Linked DNA regions of Mus musculus: regions 1, 2 and 4 are each linked to region 3. A link is a contact called in public ChIA-PET, Hi-C and promoter capture Hi-C data. All regions are on one chromosome and are shown on one strand. The core of a region is the stretch at or near the end of the contact, and the rest is flanking DNA. Distances in the headings are between cores, read along the strand shown.

What was found. Hi-C and Micro-C count contacts between places; a contact is called where the count stands out from the background. ChIA-PET counts read pairs in DNA pulled down with a chosen protein or histone mark. Capture Hi-C pulls out chosen DNA fragments and counts their contacts.
Region 1: a Hi-C map of liver shows a contact between it and region 3, with 2.6 times the contacts expected there. The contact joins the enhancer-like site here to the promoter of Acot6 in region 3. A contact is called at or near these places in 4 of 39 promoter capture datasets (HPC-7-derived erythroid cells, cranial neural crest, embryonic stem cells and 1 more), 2 of 484 Hi-C or Micro-C datasets (bone marrow-derived macrophages and liver), 2 of 115 datasets of contacts at active chromatin or transcription factors (embryonic midbrain and embryonic stem cells) and 1 of 9 other capture datasets (adipose tissue).
Region 2: a promoter capture Hi-C map of adipose tissue shows a contact between it and region 3. The contact joins the promoter of Coq6 here to the promoter of Acot6 in region 3. A contact is called at or near these places in 1 of 39 promoter capture datasets (stem cell-derived epiblast-like cells), 2 of 484 Hi-C or Micro-C datasets (CD4 T cells and bone marrow-derived macrophages), 3 of 115 datasets of contacts at active chromatin or transcription factors (embryonic stem cells and memory CD8 T cells) and 3 of 9 other capture datasets (adipose tissue, liver and macrophages).
Region 4: an RNA polymerase II ChIA-PET map of memory CD8 T cells shows a contact between it and region 3, with 9 read pairs. The contact joins the promoter of Rnf113a2 here to the promoter of Acot6 in region 3. A contact is called at or near these places in 2 of 115 datasets of contacts at active chromatin or transcription factors (embryonic stem cells and memory CD8 T cells) and 1 of 9 other capture datasets (macrophages).

What each region holds. Positions count from the first base shown.
Region 1 is chr12:83,788,773-83,792,809 of GRCm38.p6, reverse strand. It overlaps Papln (papilin, proteoglycan-like sulfated glycoprotein), which reads right to left. Exons shown (of 27, transcript NM_130887.3): 26 at 3,489-3,655; 27 at 426-978. The coding sequence ends at 803. Among named protein-coding and RNA genes, the nearest start is that of Papln, 27 kb to the right of the region's middle. Within about 2 kb of position 2,234, at least 23 of the 459 cell types and tissues checked have an H3K27ac peak or open chromatin away from gene starts, as enhancers often do. A contact at or near this core is called in liver, where this site is marked.
Region 2 is chr12:84,360,105-84,364,331 of GRCm38.p6, reverse strand. It overlaps Coq6 (coenzyme Q6 monooxygenase), which reads right to left and starts at 2,364. Exons shown (of 12, transcript NM_172582.3): 1 at 2,095-2,364. The coding sequence starts at 2,281. Fam161b (family with sequence similarity 161, member B) reads left to right here and starts at 2,504. Exons shown (of 9, transcript NM_001358283.1): 1 at 2,504-2,640. The coding sequence starts at 2,587.
Region 3 is chr12:84,098,692-84,102,390 of GRCm38.p6, reverse strand. Acot6 (acyl-CoA thioesterase 6) reads right to left here and starts at 1,737. Exons shown (of 3, transcript NM_172580.1): 1 at 963-1,737. The coding sequence starts at 1,419.
Region 4 is chr12:84,414,820-84,418,553 of GRCm38.p6, reverse strand. Rnf113a2 (ring finger protein 113A2) reads right to left here and starts at 1,354. Exons shown (of 1, transcript NM_025525.2): 1 at 1-1,354. The coding sequence starts at 1,218. The coding sequence ends at 205. The region is part of intron 4 of Bbof1 (basal body orientation factor 1); the gene reads right to left.

The DNA.
Region 1 (4,037 bases), core at 985-3,484, 310 kb after region 3:
CAGATTCCTACTTAAGGAAGCATGACTCTTCACTACTCAGAGCAGGCCAGTGAGCTGTGTAAGGAGTGGACCTTTTCAGGCTGTCTGGCTTTTCCATCCCACACCCCTGCATCGCAGCCTATGGCCTCCACCTTGCTGAGTGCTTTTCCCTGGCATTACACTGTGAGCTTCACACACTGATGGTGGTGAAGGCAGCTGTGCCACTGCCACTGCCCAGGAAGATGGACAGCCTGAATGACTGCTCACCTCTCCCCACACACAGACCTGGATTCTAGCAGGAATCCTTGTCTGACTGAGCAGTTACCGTCCCCCTGCCATCACAGACACCCCACCCAGCTGGCTCTGCAGTGCGCTAAGTGGATTCTCTGTACAAATTGAGCACCTCTCACCCAAAATCAAACGTGCTTCGAAACCCGGACAGTTTTGAAAGCTGACATGGCGATTGGGTCTTTGAAGCTTCGGAGCATTTCAGAACTTTAGGTTAGGGACGTTCAATTAGTAAAGTCTACAAATACTTAATAGCTTAAAACACTTTGGTCCAAAGCATTTCAGATAAAAGGTCCTCGGTGCAGTAGATACTATAGAGGGGAGGTGTAAAGGGTTCCTCTTCTTCACAGCAGCCTGTGGTCATATCAGACAGACCCTGCTGAGCACTACAAGGGAAGCCGGCACTGGCAGCTGCTGGGGCTCAACCCTGGATTTCTGAGAGGGGCAGGATCTGAAAGACGACTCCCTCTGCAAGCCATGTCTTACCATCCCTTCTCCCCAGCAAACTATCCAGACCTGGCGCCACAGCCAGCCTTCATCCCTGCTGCCACACAGGCTGGGCATTTGGCTGGAAGCGGGAGCAGCTGGCACAGCAGAAGCTGGAGTAATATTCATTGCCACAGAGCTGGGCCTGCAGGATCAACGCACAGTTGGCCAGCTCCGGCTGGTCGATGCAGTCCTTGCCTAGGTCCCTGGACTGTGCGGCTGGCGCTGCAGGACAAGGAGAGAAAGGGCTGAGGCAGCTCTCGCTGCAGCCTCTCACAGGCCCTCCTGTGACCCTTATCTGCGGCCTATGCCCAGTGCACAGCCTTTTCCAGGCTTTCCTATTTCTGGCTAGACCATCGACGGCTCCACATTTAACTTCCTGCCCTACTGTCTGGAACTGCAAAGCCAATGACAGCTATATGGGCCCAGATTGGCAGGAAAGATCAGTAGGGTCAGTCCTAGGGAAACCGGAAGTCAGTAAGCCATTGCCATCTTCCTATTGCTACTGGGTTCCACCAACCTCCCAGCTTGCATCTGTCTCCTATATCCCCATCTTTCCTGGTTTCCACCCGAGAACGTGATGAATCTTCAAAGTTCTAAGACTACACGGAGGCCCAAGCCCGCGTGCCACCCTCAATATCCTACGAGTGTCTGGTGATTGTTAAGAATTTGATTCCACTCTCTCATCCTACAATTACCCCCCTTCTCTCTGCAGGCTCTTGCAGCACTGTCCCTACCACCAGGCACACAGCAAAAACCTGAGTGCTGTCTGCTGCCCTGGCCCCACAGCCGTGTCCTCCCCTCAGAAAATGAGGCAGACAGAATGGTTAGCAGACAGCCTTTGTCCCCACAATATATCCTATTCACTTAACCCTTGGGCAGAACAAGCCAGGGTGAGAAAAGCCTAAGCCAACTAACTCCAGTGCTCCCAGTCATGAGACACTCACTATGTGACTCCAAACCAACGAGTTAGAACAGATCTGCAGCCTGGTCAGTGAAAGGAATACAGACAGGCTGGGGGGGGACAGCCGGGCTTCTGGAGAGATGCCTCCAGAATATGGAACATATTCTTAGCCACATGCAGCAGAGAGCAAAAGAGGCCTGTGGCCGTGGGTGGTGTCTGGGAGATCAGCTTGGCAGCCACACATCACCAAAAGCCTAAAAGCCTACTAGCCACCATTGTCAAACAAGCTTCCCTCACTGTAGACACATCTACGGCTGATCACAAATGTAAACATCCAGGTCCCCTTGAGGAGTTTGGTAGTGTGGTAGGTTTTGTCTTAAGTCAGGATAATGTTCTAGAATTCATAGGCATGTGTCACCATGTATCACCATGCTCAGATCCTCAGTCTCCTAAGGTCTCTTCTCTTCACCACAGTAAATCTGCATTCTGGGTTTTCCTGGTCTTATTAGTTTGATCAGTGTATAGATGAGTAGGATTTTCTAGAAACATCAAAGGTAGAAGTCCTGCCATATGGGACTTTGACCAGAGTGTGGTCACACAGGCACACACAGTCACAGCCGTGTGAGTCTCCATATTGCAGAGCACTTGTCTGGGCCCTAGGGTCCCAGGGAGCTCACAGAGGGAAACCTGAGTGTCAGTCTCACAAAGCAACACTGTAGCAGACACCTTCAACCCCTGGCCAGTTCTCACCCGCAGTCTGGCATCCAGGAGGACAGCCAGGCCTGCCCCGGTGGCACGGCAATGTTCAAGCACACCAGGCAGTTGGTACCATTACCGCCAAGCCAAGAACCCTTTCTCTGGCATCTTCGGGATGCACCTCAGGTTATGAGAACTGGCTGTTTGACTGGAGGCTCTGAGCTGTTTGATGTTCCATCTCCCTGAAACACTAAGACCTGTGGAGAGCACTGTGAGGGGCCCCTCCTGCCCTGTCACTTAAACACAGAGCCCCTGCAAGTTTGAACATCAAACAGTCCTGCTTCACGAGTTCTGAGATGGAGCTTAAGAGAACAGGCACAGTAGCACCTTGGAAGCAGAGGCAGGGAGATTAAAGGTGAGACCAGCGTTGGCTACATAACAAGTTCAAGGTCAGCCTGGGCTACATAAGTTAAGTAAAATCAGGAGTCAAAAAGCCTGGGCTTGAGTCCCAGCTGGCCACAAATCTGCTGTGTGAACAAGTGGGAACACCCTGCAGCTCTCTGGCTGCCTGTCTCGTGGAAAAAGGATGAGGGTGACTGTATCCTATTACATGCCTAGATGATCAAAAACACACGTTTCCATCCTACAGCCATTTTTTATATAAATTTTTAATCTTTATCTTTAAATTACAAACTGTACGTGATTTGGAAAGGAGACTGTGCCAACAATGATCAAAGAATCTGTCCTCTGCCTTTTCTATTTATTTGTTCTCCGTGTTTGTCACGGTGCTGGGCTAGAGCCTAAGGCCTTAGGCAAGAGCTCTGCACTGAGCCACAGCCCAGACCCACAGGGCCTTCTGCCACCCTGATTAGAATTTGGACTTTAGCAGCCAACCACCATGAACATTATGTTAGGGATAAAGCTGAATGACAGAACTCTGACCACTTTGCTACATCTTCACCATGGCCTTAGATGGTGGGCTAGCCCCAGTAAAGCAGGGCTCTGGGGCCATAAGAAACACCCACCCCTGTTACAGTGCCAGTAACCAGAACGTGAGCACAGATGAGAACGTGCCCGTGGCCCTTGGTGCTCAGCTGCCTTCAGGACAGCAAAGCCCATGACGAGCCTTTCTCACCTGGGAGGGCCACCTTCACCTCGGTGCTGCGACTCACAGCCTGGCTCCCACGGAAGGCACTGCATGTGTAAGAGCCCTCGTCCCTGGGCCGCAAGTTGTGGATCAACAGTGTGCCATCTGGGGACTGGTGCACACGGTGACCGTCGGCCTGTATTGGCAGGCCATTCCTGGAGGGGAGAGAACATCGGGAGAGATACGCCCTGAGAGGCCTGGAAGAGGAGAAAGACATTAGCCAAGGCTATTCCAGAGCTAACCTTCTCTCCCCATGAGGGTGGGTAGATGACACCTCAGGGAAGAGGGGACAGGTGCACTCAATTGGTAGGAGGACATTAAAAGCCAGTGGCACAACTCAGCTCACTCATTACAATTTGCCCTGAATCCACAAAGGAGCCCACTCCAGCTGGTCACTGACAAATGCCAGGCCCCAGGGTCAGGGGAAGGGTACATGTGCCTTCATGGCACAGGAGAGGTTGCCAGTGTCCAGAGAGCCTCCCACAAGAAAGAGGCAGCTGACGTGAGGAGAGGAGACCGCAGCAGGGCTGGCCAGTG
Region 2 (4,227 bases), core at 1,115-3,614, 260 kb before region 3:
TCCCTCTACGAGGGAGCTTTCCTGTCATGCTTCCTCCCCCCCTGGTTATCTGTGTCCTTTTCCAGGTTCCACATTCCCTACATTCTTCCCTTAGAATATAATTTCCAGCTGCGGACCCATAAAGTAGGCACTGTATGTTTGTTGGGTAAGATAAAACTAAAAGGAAAACAATTAGATTTCCAAGTACATTATAAAATACACCCAGGTGATGTGTTTTATTTCTTAGCTATTTAATGTAACTGTTTTTGAAATGAGAAAAAAACCACCTAGAAATCAAGTGAGAAGCCCAGGCGTAGTGGTGCACACTTGTATGGCTACCCAGGGGCTCAAGGAGGAGGAGGAGTCTCAGAATAAAACCCAAAGAATATGACAAGAATGGATTAAGAATGCAACTGTGCAATTATGCAGGGAACTGTTCCCAAACTCAAATGTCAGAGGGAAACTCAAGCCTAAAACAACAATTAGTTGTGAGTTTTAGGAAGAATTATGGAAAACAGGGGACTGAAGGGGGAAAGTCAGTAAGCGCCTTTATAACTCGGGAGTAACAGCCTGTGCTTGGGAGCCCAGCATTTGGGAGGCAGAGACAGCGGGATCAGTTAAAGGTCCACACCAGCAAAGATTACACAGCACCTTATTTTAAACAAACAAACAAACAAAAAGACTATTGGAAATACCTTAGTCACATATTTTTGTTTGTTTTGGGAGTTTTGCATTCTATGTAACCCAAGGATGGCTTTGAACTTCTGATCCTCCTGCAAAAAACACCATGCTTTTTACTACCATGATTTTAACAGTCACTCCTGAGTTTTAAAATATAATACTTTGCTAGACAGAAAAGCAAACAATAACAAAACAGAATTGTGTGTGAACGTTAGTAAAAGAGCTGCTGTCTTCCTTCCCCGTGACGCTCAGAAAAGAGCGAGAGAAGGATGCAGTACAAAGGAAAACATACACACAAACCTAACACAAGAGCGAGCCACCAAAATGTGAATGCTAAAGTTTCGAAGGGCCCAGAAACGGTGCTACATCATGCCAGCACTTGGTAAATATATTCCACACCATTGGTCATTAGGGAAATATAAACACAAGCCACTTCCTACGAACTTCAGAGGACAAAGAAAAAAGGCAGCAGATAGTGCTGTCAGGGTCAGGAGAAACCTGAGCATTCATCTACTGTCAATGATAACATAAACTGGGGCACTCTCTCAAAGTCTGGCAGGTCTTCAAAACATCAGCATTGCCACATAACCCAGAGATTTCACTAGAGAATAGCCTCGAGATGATCAACACTGTTCACACCAAAGTTTGCACACAGAATGTCCCTACTAGCATCATTCCTTTACAGGCCAAAAGTGAAAACCAAGCATACTTTCAACACAATTGAGGATGGCATCAGCTCTCAAAACAAAAGCTGTCTGATACAGACTCCAACCTGGATTAACCTTTAAAACAGAGTATATCTCCAACTACATAGAACTATCCGGAAAAGGTAAATCTATAGACAGAAAGTAGGAGAGTCTGTAGGGCTGAGAAGGTGAGCAGAAGTGTGGAGAGTGACATCTAATGAATTCCAAGTCTTTTTTTATTTTTTTGCTTTTTGGTTTTTTATAAAGTAAGGAAACGGTAATAAAACTTATTGTAGGTACTGAATAGCTCTGCAAAAATACTAAAAACTCATTGGACTGTACGCTTTAAGTGGGAGCACTTATAACTAGATGAATGTTATCTTAATAAAGCAGCTTTAAGACCAGGAGTGGGGGCGCGGGCCTTAATCCCAGCACTCAGAAGACTGAGGAAGATGATCTCTGTGATTTCGAGGTCAATCCGATCTACCATCCGATACTACAAAGCCCGATGCCTCTCGAGGTGCTCATAAACAATCCTGGACAGTTCTCAAGGGTCAGACTGACTTAGAAAGGCCCGCCCACTTGTGATCCCGCAGAACCCATGCCATTCCCGAGGACTCCCCTGGAAGGACAGTGAGCAAAGCACCAGGTCAGGCACGTTAGGTGTCTGGACAGCGTCCCGACCTCCACTGTGAGTACCGTCCCTCCACAGCCCAGATCCTCCAGCCCGCGGTCGAGATGCACCTACCTAAGGCACAAGCCATGGCAGAGCCCACTAGGCCTCCTCCTGACACCACCACGTCGTACACGGTGTCTGCCGAGGAGCCCGCCCATCGCTGGCTGGCAACTAGCGGGCCTCCTCTGGCTGCGAGCTGCGCGGAACTCCACCAGCGAACGCAGAGCAAGCCTGCCATGGAGCCAATGCGGGCCGCCATAATGACTCCTGCCTGCGCCCGCGCCCGGGACTTCTCCCTGATAGGTCCTGGAAAGTGCTTCCGGGGCAGTCGTCAACCTTGTGTGGTTTTAGCCCTGTCTTCAAAACCGGAAATAAAATAGTTGAAGAAAATTATCCAATCAGAAGACGCTCTTGCCTCATTGGGCGGAACAGACTAAAGACTGGAAGCCAATCCAAGGCTAAAGCCATGAAGGGGCGTGGCTAGCAGTACCTAACCGCCGGCGCCGCTGTCACGGTTGTCACTGCTGCTTTCACCTCTGCTTCTCTCTCTCTCTAGTTAGGAAGATGACTGTGGGGAGGACTGCGGGAGGTCCTGAGTGCGCCGAGTGGAGCCGTGAGGTGAGTGGAGAAAGGAGGAAGTCGGATGCCTCAGCAAGGAATCCTCAAGAGTGGAAACTGTTTAGCGTTGCCGTGGAGACAGAGTCAGGGGCGTGTCATCAAAGGGCGAAGAATTAAAATTGGCAGCGCTTGGGCACTTAGAGAACCAGTCTTGGGGGACGTGGGTCTTTTGTGTCTTGTACCAGGCTCTGATATCAGGAATCGTACTAATAACAAACCACGAATTAACCTTGAAAATCTTAAAAGCGATCTCTATCTTAATATGATTATCCAGAAAAGGCAAATCTAGGGGGCGCGTCATTGCATGGGGCTGAGGTGAGGAGAAACAGGGAGAGACTTCTAAAAGGGCTGAGGAGGTGAGGAGAGACTTCTAAAAGCTTCCAAGGTTTTTGTTGTCGTTTTAGAGTAAGGAAAACGCACCGAAACGCAGCTCTTCAAATATATTAAAATTCATTAAACTGAATGTGTTTAATGTGTTGTATCCTCTCAAACCCATTTTCTAGAAAAGAAAAGAGATGGGTTAAGCAATTTGCCCCGAAATCTCTGAAAACAGAAAGTAGGCTGGTAGTTGCCTAGGGCTGACAGGTTGAGAGGAAGATGTGGGAGGGTTAAGGGATATAAGTGACAATTAAATGCTACACTGGTGCTTCAGAGCAGAGATTCTCAATCTGTTTCACCTAAGATCATCCTGCATATCAGATATTTACCTTACAATTCATAACAGTAGCAAAATTACAGTATTAACAATGAAAATGACTATGGTTGGGGCTCACCACCACATGAAACACTGTATTAAAGGGTCGATGCATTAGAACAGTTGAGGACACTGCTTTAGAGGAATGGTGAAAATGGTCTGACTTCTACTGTGATTGCTAGATGACCCTGGCTGTTTTAGAAACTGGAGGAGAGTACGCTTTGAATGGCTCACTTGTACACTATGGACATTGTGTTTCAATAAAGTTGTTTTTAAAACGAAAGAGCCAGCATTATGGCTCAAACTTGTAATCCCAACAACTCAAATTACTAAAGCAGAAGGATAAGGAGTTCAAGGTCGCCCTTTGACCCTGTCACAACAGAGAGAGAGGGGCAGGGGAAGGAGAGAGTTTTGCTCTAGATCACATGTTCTTCAGCAGCAGAGCTAGGGTTAGAGCACACACTTATCTCTAACTCAGATGGACTGCTCCAATTGCCACTAATCATCAATAGTCCACTGGTGGCCTTGTACCTACCACTCTAAGGACATCTCAGGCCACTGTCCTCCAGCCACACCACCTTCCCTCTATCACTACAAGACTCAACTGAGACAATAAAAATCACCCTAACACTCAAAGTCAGACACCCCCAACCTCAGTGGTTCAGATTGCTCTCCACACTATAATGATGGACAAGCATGCGCTCAGTAGAAACAATACTCCATACTTTTTTTTTGTTTTTTCGAGACAGGGTTTCTCTGTTTAGCCCTGACTGTCCTGGAACTCCCTCTGTAGACCAGGCTGGCCTCGAACTCAGAAATCCGCCTACCTCTGCCTCCCAAGTTCTGGGATTAAAGGCATGCGCCACCACTGCCTGGCTAATACTCCATACTTT
Region 3 (3,699 bases), core at 488-2,987:
CTGAACTGGCGGTTAACAAAGCCCGGGAATCCTGTTTGGGCTTCGAGGCCTCACAGCATTTTACAGGCATTGCCTCTGGTGCCCAGCTTTTTACCTGGGTATTGGGGACTTGAACTCAGTCAGATCTTCATGGTTGCCAAGCAAGCAATTTACCGACTGAGCTGTCTCCCAGCACAATGTATCCATTTGGAACAGAATCATTTTGATCTGGGGCTGTTCAGTATTTGGTGGGAAGGGTAGAAAGTTAGCAGGATCGCTGGCCTATACTAGCTAAATGGAAACAGCACCCCCTCCCCCAATACACACCTTCCACCGCCACCAAAACGTTTCTCTATGTAGTCCTGGCAGTCCTGTTACTTGCTCTGTAGACCAGGCTGGCCTTGAACTCAGAGATCAGCCTACTGTCTCCCCAGTACTAAAGGTGTATGTCACCACCGCTGGGCTCCAGTCTTCATTTTTGACAAGCACAAAACTCTGCAGATATTGCCAAATGTCCTCATGAAGGGGCAAGGATAACTCTAGGTTGAAAACCACCACCAGCATGTTTATGGTAGGGAAAGGTTTTGTAGTAAACATTTTTGTGCGCTTTAATGGTTAGGGAACATTGTCTTCATTTGTGGGTTAAAGGCTCTTTGAAAGTTTGATGTGAAAGGAGGCAAAAGTCACTCTTACTACAGGCATAAGTTATCAGTACTCCCTCCCTCGTGTGGCTGGCATTTAGTGGATTTCAAGTTGCACTCCCTCTTCAGCATATAGTTGAGGAATTCATGGTGTCTTAAAGGGAAGGAAACTTGGTAGAAAATTTACTCTTAAAGAAGATTGAGAGAATTTGGAGAGTGGGGACAAGGTTACTAAAGTTACAGTTATGTGACAGACCCTACATGGAGTCTATTCAGGACCAAAAAATAGACTAGGCTGTGAGCTTAGGAACCGGGTGGGTAGGTGGGTGGAGAGCTGCTCACCTGGGGGCAGGAAGAGCGTGGCGCGCACCCGGCCCTCGCGCACGGGCACGCGCCGCACCCCGGGAGCCATGAAGTGACGCTCGTGCACCGCCCGCGCCAGCCGCTGCCCGCCATCCGGCTCGTGTCCGTCCAGCACCTCCAGCTCCACCACGAAGGGTATCTGCACATCGCGCTTGATCAGGCGCCAGAAAGGCCGATCGGGCTCCATGGCCCAGAGCAGCCCCATGGGCTCGAGCCCCGAGAAGCTGCCGCCCAGCGCGGGCGTGCGCGCCAGGTCCAGCTCGCCGTGGGAGTCCGCGCGGTAGCGCGCGTGGGCTCGGAAGAGCATGCCCTTCTCGTCGCGCAGGACAGAGCGCAGCGTGACGGGCTGCTCGGGGGCCAGGCCGCGCACGGCGATGCTCAGCGGTTCGTCCCAGCAGCTGCGGCCCGCGGGCTCCACGCTCAGTGTCGCCGCCATTAGGAGCTGGAGGCCTCGGGGAGCGCCACGCGAGTCCGGAGCGGAGCCTGGCCTGCTGTGGAGCCGACCTGGTGCGTCTCTGGGAGTTCCCGACCCCTGGCTCCCGTGCCTCAGACAAGACAGGAACAGAAAACCGGCTGACTCTATACAGGAAAGATGTGTGAAGTCAAAGTAGCAGCGGAGCTCTGCCAGGACAGAGGATTCTGCTCACGTGGTGTTGAGGATAGGCGGTGACACTAGATGAATAAGATCGAGGCAAAGTCTGGCCCTTTGCGTGGATTCAGTAGTAGCTTTCTATAAAAACAAACAACTTTAAAATACTGTATTACTTTTATTTTAGGCCTTTTTTTTTTTCTACTTTAGGGAAATATGAAAGGCTAGATACTTTATAAAGAACAGAGATTTATGTCTTACAGTTTTGAAGTCCGGGAAGTCTACGTTGGAGGGGCCCATATTCAATCTCCTGTCATACAGTAGTGGAAAGCTAACAGCACTCAAATTGGGTGTAATGACTCAGACACAGGAGGATCATTGTGTTAGGCTGACACTCCCCGTCCCCCATCCCCCCCACCCCCCTGCAGAATAGTTGTAGCCATTCTGTTCTATGCCTGCCAGCTATTTCATATTATTGCTGTAACATGCCTGCCAGTCACTGACACAGAGAAGTGACTTGGCTCAAGGACATGTGACCACATACCCTGTTTTGTTCTGTATTTTCTGAATGAGATTTGCTACTCTTAAGAAATTACATGGGGCTGGAGAGATGGCTCAGTGGTTAAGAACTGACTGTTCTTCCAGAGGTCCTGAGTTCAATTCCCAGCAACCACATGGTGGCTCACAACCATCTCTAATGAGATTCAAGGCCCTCTTCTGGTGTGTCTGAGGATAGTGACAGTGAACTCACATACATAAAATAAATAAATAAATAAATATTTTTTTAAAAAAAAGAAATTTCAGAAAGCTTTATGTAGGACCCATTAAATCAAAGGTCAATATGAACTGTTATGTTTAAAATAACCACCAGGTAGCCCTTCCTGCGCCTATGAAATGAGGTCACTCTGGTTTTCATAACTGACACTGAAGAATGCTACTAATAAGCCCCAAAGTTGTGACTATAATACGCATGCTGTTATCTCAGTACTCTGAAATTCCCCTGTTCACCACCCATCCACCACCTACCCTACCTTACTCAGCACCAATCAGCTTAAAGGTTAGCTGATAATACTTTGTCTAGTAAACCAACTGCTCCCCTCCTTGCCCTTTGAACTTTTGAACCTGGTTTTTCCTATAAAAAGTCTACTGTGAGAGCAGACTGGACTGCAGTTAAGTTCCCAACAAGTCCCTTTTGCAGTACTGGATGCCCAGTATTAAGGTGTGCGTTCAATAAGCTACTCTTGCTTAACTGAGGTCACTGTTAGTTTGGTTTGAGTGGCAATTCCTGAACCCCAATAATTGTAATTCAAAGCAAGCCTGGGTTGCATAGCAAGATCCTGTTTTAAACAAACACACACAGATGGAACAAAGCACACAAGAAAAAAGGCCACACTCATCCTTCAAAGAGAGAACTAGAGATGACCCACCCCTGCTGTAACTCACTCCATTCACCAACATGGAGTTAAAGTTTCTACCTAGTCTTACAGGGGCAGTGGATATGGAGTTTCTATCACCCGATGCCGGGTGATAGTGGTGCATGCCTTTAATTTCAATACTCGGGAGGCAGTGGCAGCTGGAGCTCTGAAGCAGCTGGGTCTCTGAGTTCGAGGCCAGCCTGGTCTAGAGTGAGTTCCAGGACAGCCAGAGCTACACAGAGAAACCCTGTCCTAGAAGAAAAAACTGTCTTTTCTGGCATACAAGCTTTGAGAGACACTTTGAAACATAGGAAACACACATATGAAAAGAATAGGTTGAATGTGTCAAGTGAATTGATACACAGAGACACACAGGCAAACCACCTAAGCACAAGATCTGGAAAAGAAACTCTCAACACCAGACCCTGGGAGCCACTCTTCCGCTCCAGGCATTCTTTCCCAAAGATAATTGTTTTAATCAGGTTTGCATTACTGCAAGGAGATATCCCAGGGCATTAATTTATGGGGAGAAAATGTTTAACTAAAGTTTCTGTAATCCAGTCCAAGATCTGGGGCCTCCACCGACGGAAGCCTCTTGTGGGAGTAATGTGGTCAGCAAGGTGAGGTCCACCGACATACACATCACATCACGCTTTAGAAAGACAGACATTAGGATTCTACAACTCCATTCACGGGCGCACTCCAAGTGGCC
Region 4 (3,734 bases), core at 105-2,604, 320 kb before region 3:
AGATTCAGAAAATATAGCTATAAACAGGAGAGTTCTTTAAGTTAACTGTATTGATTCCATCTCCAGCATGTCATATAAAACAAAACTTGGATATTCTTCCTAGAAAACTTAGTATTTCTTCAACTGTGATTGCTTTGGTTTGAGATGACCAAAACAAAAAGTACTTTGAGATTTGACAATTATGGGACATCTAAGTAATGGCAATTAGATCCCATCGGCGTCTTCTGGGGTGCTGGAAGCACCACCCTCTGCTTTTCGATACTTCTCCAGTTTAGCAATCAGTTCTTTCGCAGGATTGAAAACCCCATGGGTCTGTTGCTCACAAACATAGCATCGTGGAGTGGTTCGGAAATGCTGCAGTGCACAGGTCTCACAGAAATAATGTTTACACTTGGTGACAACCGGATTCTGGAAGGTTTGGCGACAGATGAAACATTTGAATGGTATCTCCTCATCATCACTTTCTACTTCATAGTTTTCGTCTTCATACACACCGTAGCGGCCCTCATCGAGTTCACGTTCTATCTGCCATCCGTGCTTGTAATCTGAACGGTCATGGAGGAATTTGCAGCTGTCTCCAAAGCCACAGAAGCCAGTCTCCTTGTAGTCCTTACAAATATCAGGCTGGTAATCCCAGCGCACAGTAGCGCGTAGATGTTCAGGGGCTCGGATGGGGCCCTTTCTTACCATGCCAGAGGAGGCATTGCCCATGGATGTATCCTTGGGCTTCATGTATTTCTGGTAATTATTAATTCCACGATAGATTTTGTCATCCTCCTTGCCTCTCAGCTCCTCCTGGATTTTCTGACTGCGCTCAAAAATGGCCTGTGCGTCTCGTTCTTTCTCAGTGTCCAACTCGTAAACTGCTGTGGCCCCCATATCCTCGGGCCCCACCGGTTTCGCCGAGCGCGTGGACTTGTAGACGACGCCTAGACTCTCATTCCCCGCCTTCTCCTCCTCTTCGCTGCTCAGATCACAGTAGGCCCCTTTCTGTTTACCGCTGCCACTCGTCTTCTGGATCATCGGATTGTGGGCCGCCCGCTTCTTCTCCGGTCGCACAACCGAGCATCCTTCGTCGCTACTGCTTCCGCTTTCCCCAGACTCCGGGTCGCACGCCGGCCGCTTCCGACGGCCAGCACTTCCTTTCCGCCCGGGCTTTTTGAAGAGGAAGGTGCACACCTGATCCTCCGACTTTCCCTGAGAAACTTGTTCTGCCATCTTCGACTCCGGAGCGCCGAAACGGCTGGCAGTAGCTGCGGCGTGAAGGGTGGCGCGGGCTGCTGCGTCACTGCTAAGCAGCGCGGCTACGTCACTGCGGAGCTGCGAGGTGTCAGCCGCGGAGCCCGAGACCGTCACGGCGCATGCGCATGCGCCAGCTAGCCCGCTAAAGGTTTTTTTTTTTTTTTTTTTTTTTTTTTTTTTTAAAGATGAACCTAGATCTCCAATCAAGTATTGCTGTGATTCTTGAATTGCAACGAATACAAAACTCCCGCCTCAAATAATTTAGTCTATTAGGGAGAAGGTAAATCAGGATGTGTTCTGTACCAAATCCCATGGAAAGGTACAAGGAGTCATTAAACAGAACTCTGGGGAAAGACCACGAGGAGAAAGTGCATTAAATGATGTAAGCCTTTAAATGCTAGGAGAAAATTTAATAGATAAAGATCTATCCGCTATTTATTGATAATAAAAGAGATATTCTGAACAAAACAAAAACAACAAAAAACCAAAGGCTGGGAGTGTAGCTTAGTGGTAGATTGATTTCTTAAGCATACCCAAAGGCTCTGGGCTCAAGCACCAAAACAGAAAATAAAGAAGACTTCAAAGTTACATGAATATCCAATTTGGGTAAACTAAAGGGTTAAAAGGCCGTGTATTGGTGTAAGTGTAGTGTTATAAAAGATTATAACTCGATATGGGTAAATTTAACTTACACACTAAACTGTCTAAACAATATGCTGTTTACAGCTGAGAAACATAGAAGATTCTTGAGGGAAGTGAACAGAACATTTTAATTCCAGTGCTTGGGAGGCAGAGGCAAGAGAATCAGGAGCTCAGAGCTAGCCTGGGCTACAGGAGACCCTCCTCAAAATAAAATTAGGATGGGGGCTTGGAGAGATGATTCAGCAATTAAGAGCGTGTATAGGTCTTGCAGAAGACCAGAGTTCAGTTTCCAGTCCCCACATCAGTCAGCTAACAACTGCTTATAGCTCCGGCTCCAGAGGATCCAGTCTCCAGAGGATTCTGGCCTCTGCCTGTACATGAACACACATGTATACCCCACCCCCCAACACCCATGCACATAATTAAAGATAAAATCTTTGAGACAAAAAGAATAAAAACCAAATAAAGATGGGGAGGCTTGTGTCTGTAATCTCAGCACTGTGAGGCTAAGACAGAAGTGGTGTTTCAATTATGAGGCCAGACTGGGCATACGAAAAGAACGCAGCCAGCTGTTATAACAGGAGGGAGTTTCAAGCAACCAAAATGCATAAATATTCCTATTGCAGCTGTGTATACTTAGGGGTATAAGGGTGTGTGGTTTTAAAGTATGCTTGCAATTCTTTGACACTATCTTCAAATGACAGAACCTAATTTCCACCCTTAGAATGTGGACCAGATTTAGAGACTTGGTTCCAAATAATAGTCTATGGGAGAAATGTTGCGGTGCCACTTGCAAGGATAGGGATACAGGTCAGGATAGAATGCGTTCATAGCACACACGAGGGCCCGGGAACGAAAACACACACACACACACACACACACACACTCTCTCTCTCTCTCTCTCTCTCTCTCTCTCTCTCACACACACACACACACACACTCTCTCTCTTTCTCTCTCTCTCTCTCCCTCTCCCTCTCCCTCTTCCTCTCATACTCTCTCTCTCTCTCTCTCTCTCTCTCTCTCTCACACACACACACACACACACACACACACACACACAGAGGATAGCTTCTGCCCAGCTCTTGAATTCTTGAAGTTTTCACTCTCAGCGTCATCTGACATATAACAGGAACACTCAAGCAAGTTCCTGAGGGGCCCAGGGGAACAGTGCTGAGGCCTGCCACCCATCACTAGCAACACCTGCTCAGCCATATGACACAGGCATAAGCTTTAATTGGGCATTCAGATGACTCTGAATGCAGCTATACCATGGAAATCAGCAAATAGTATGAAACAGGCCTTTCAGGAAAATTCATGGATCCCTCTCTATACAGGCTTCTAGGTTTTTTTTTCCCTCAAATTGTCCCTCTTCATCCCAAACACACTGTCCAGTAGAATTCTTCTACCTACCCACTGATAGTTCCTAAGAACTGGGGGGGGGGGGCTTCAATTCAAATCAAAGGTTCATCTTCTGACTAACATGGAGAGGTGTGTTGGCTAAGACTGACAAGCACACAAAGAAATTAATGCCTAGGAAAAGATCATTATCAGGCAGGTGAACTGAATCAACAGATAAAGGTGTTTGCCACCAAGCCTGACCACCTAAGTTTGATCTCTGGAACACAGCAGAAGGAAAGAACTGACTCTACAAGATGGCCTTCTCTGACCTACACATGGATGTACCCCACAAACACATTTAGAAAATAGATATGTGGATAAACAGAAAACAGAAAACGAGGGCCGGACATGGTGTCCCAGGCCTTTAATCCCAGCATTCGGTGGTTTAACCTTCAGTAAATGTAGTTCCAGGGGATCCAGCATCCTTGTCTGGCTTCCTCCAGCACCAGAA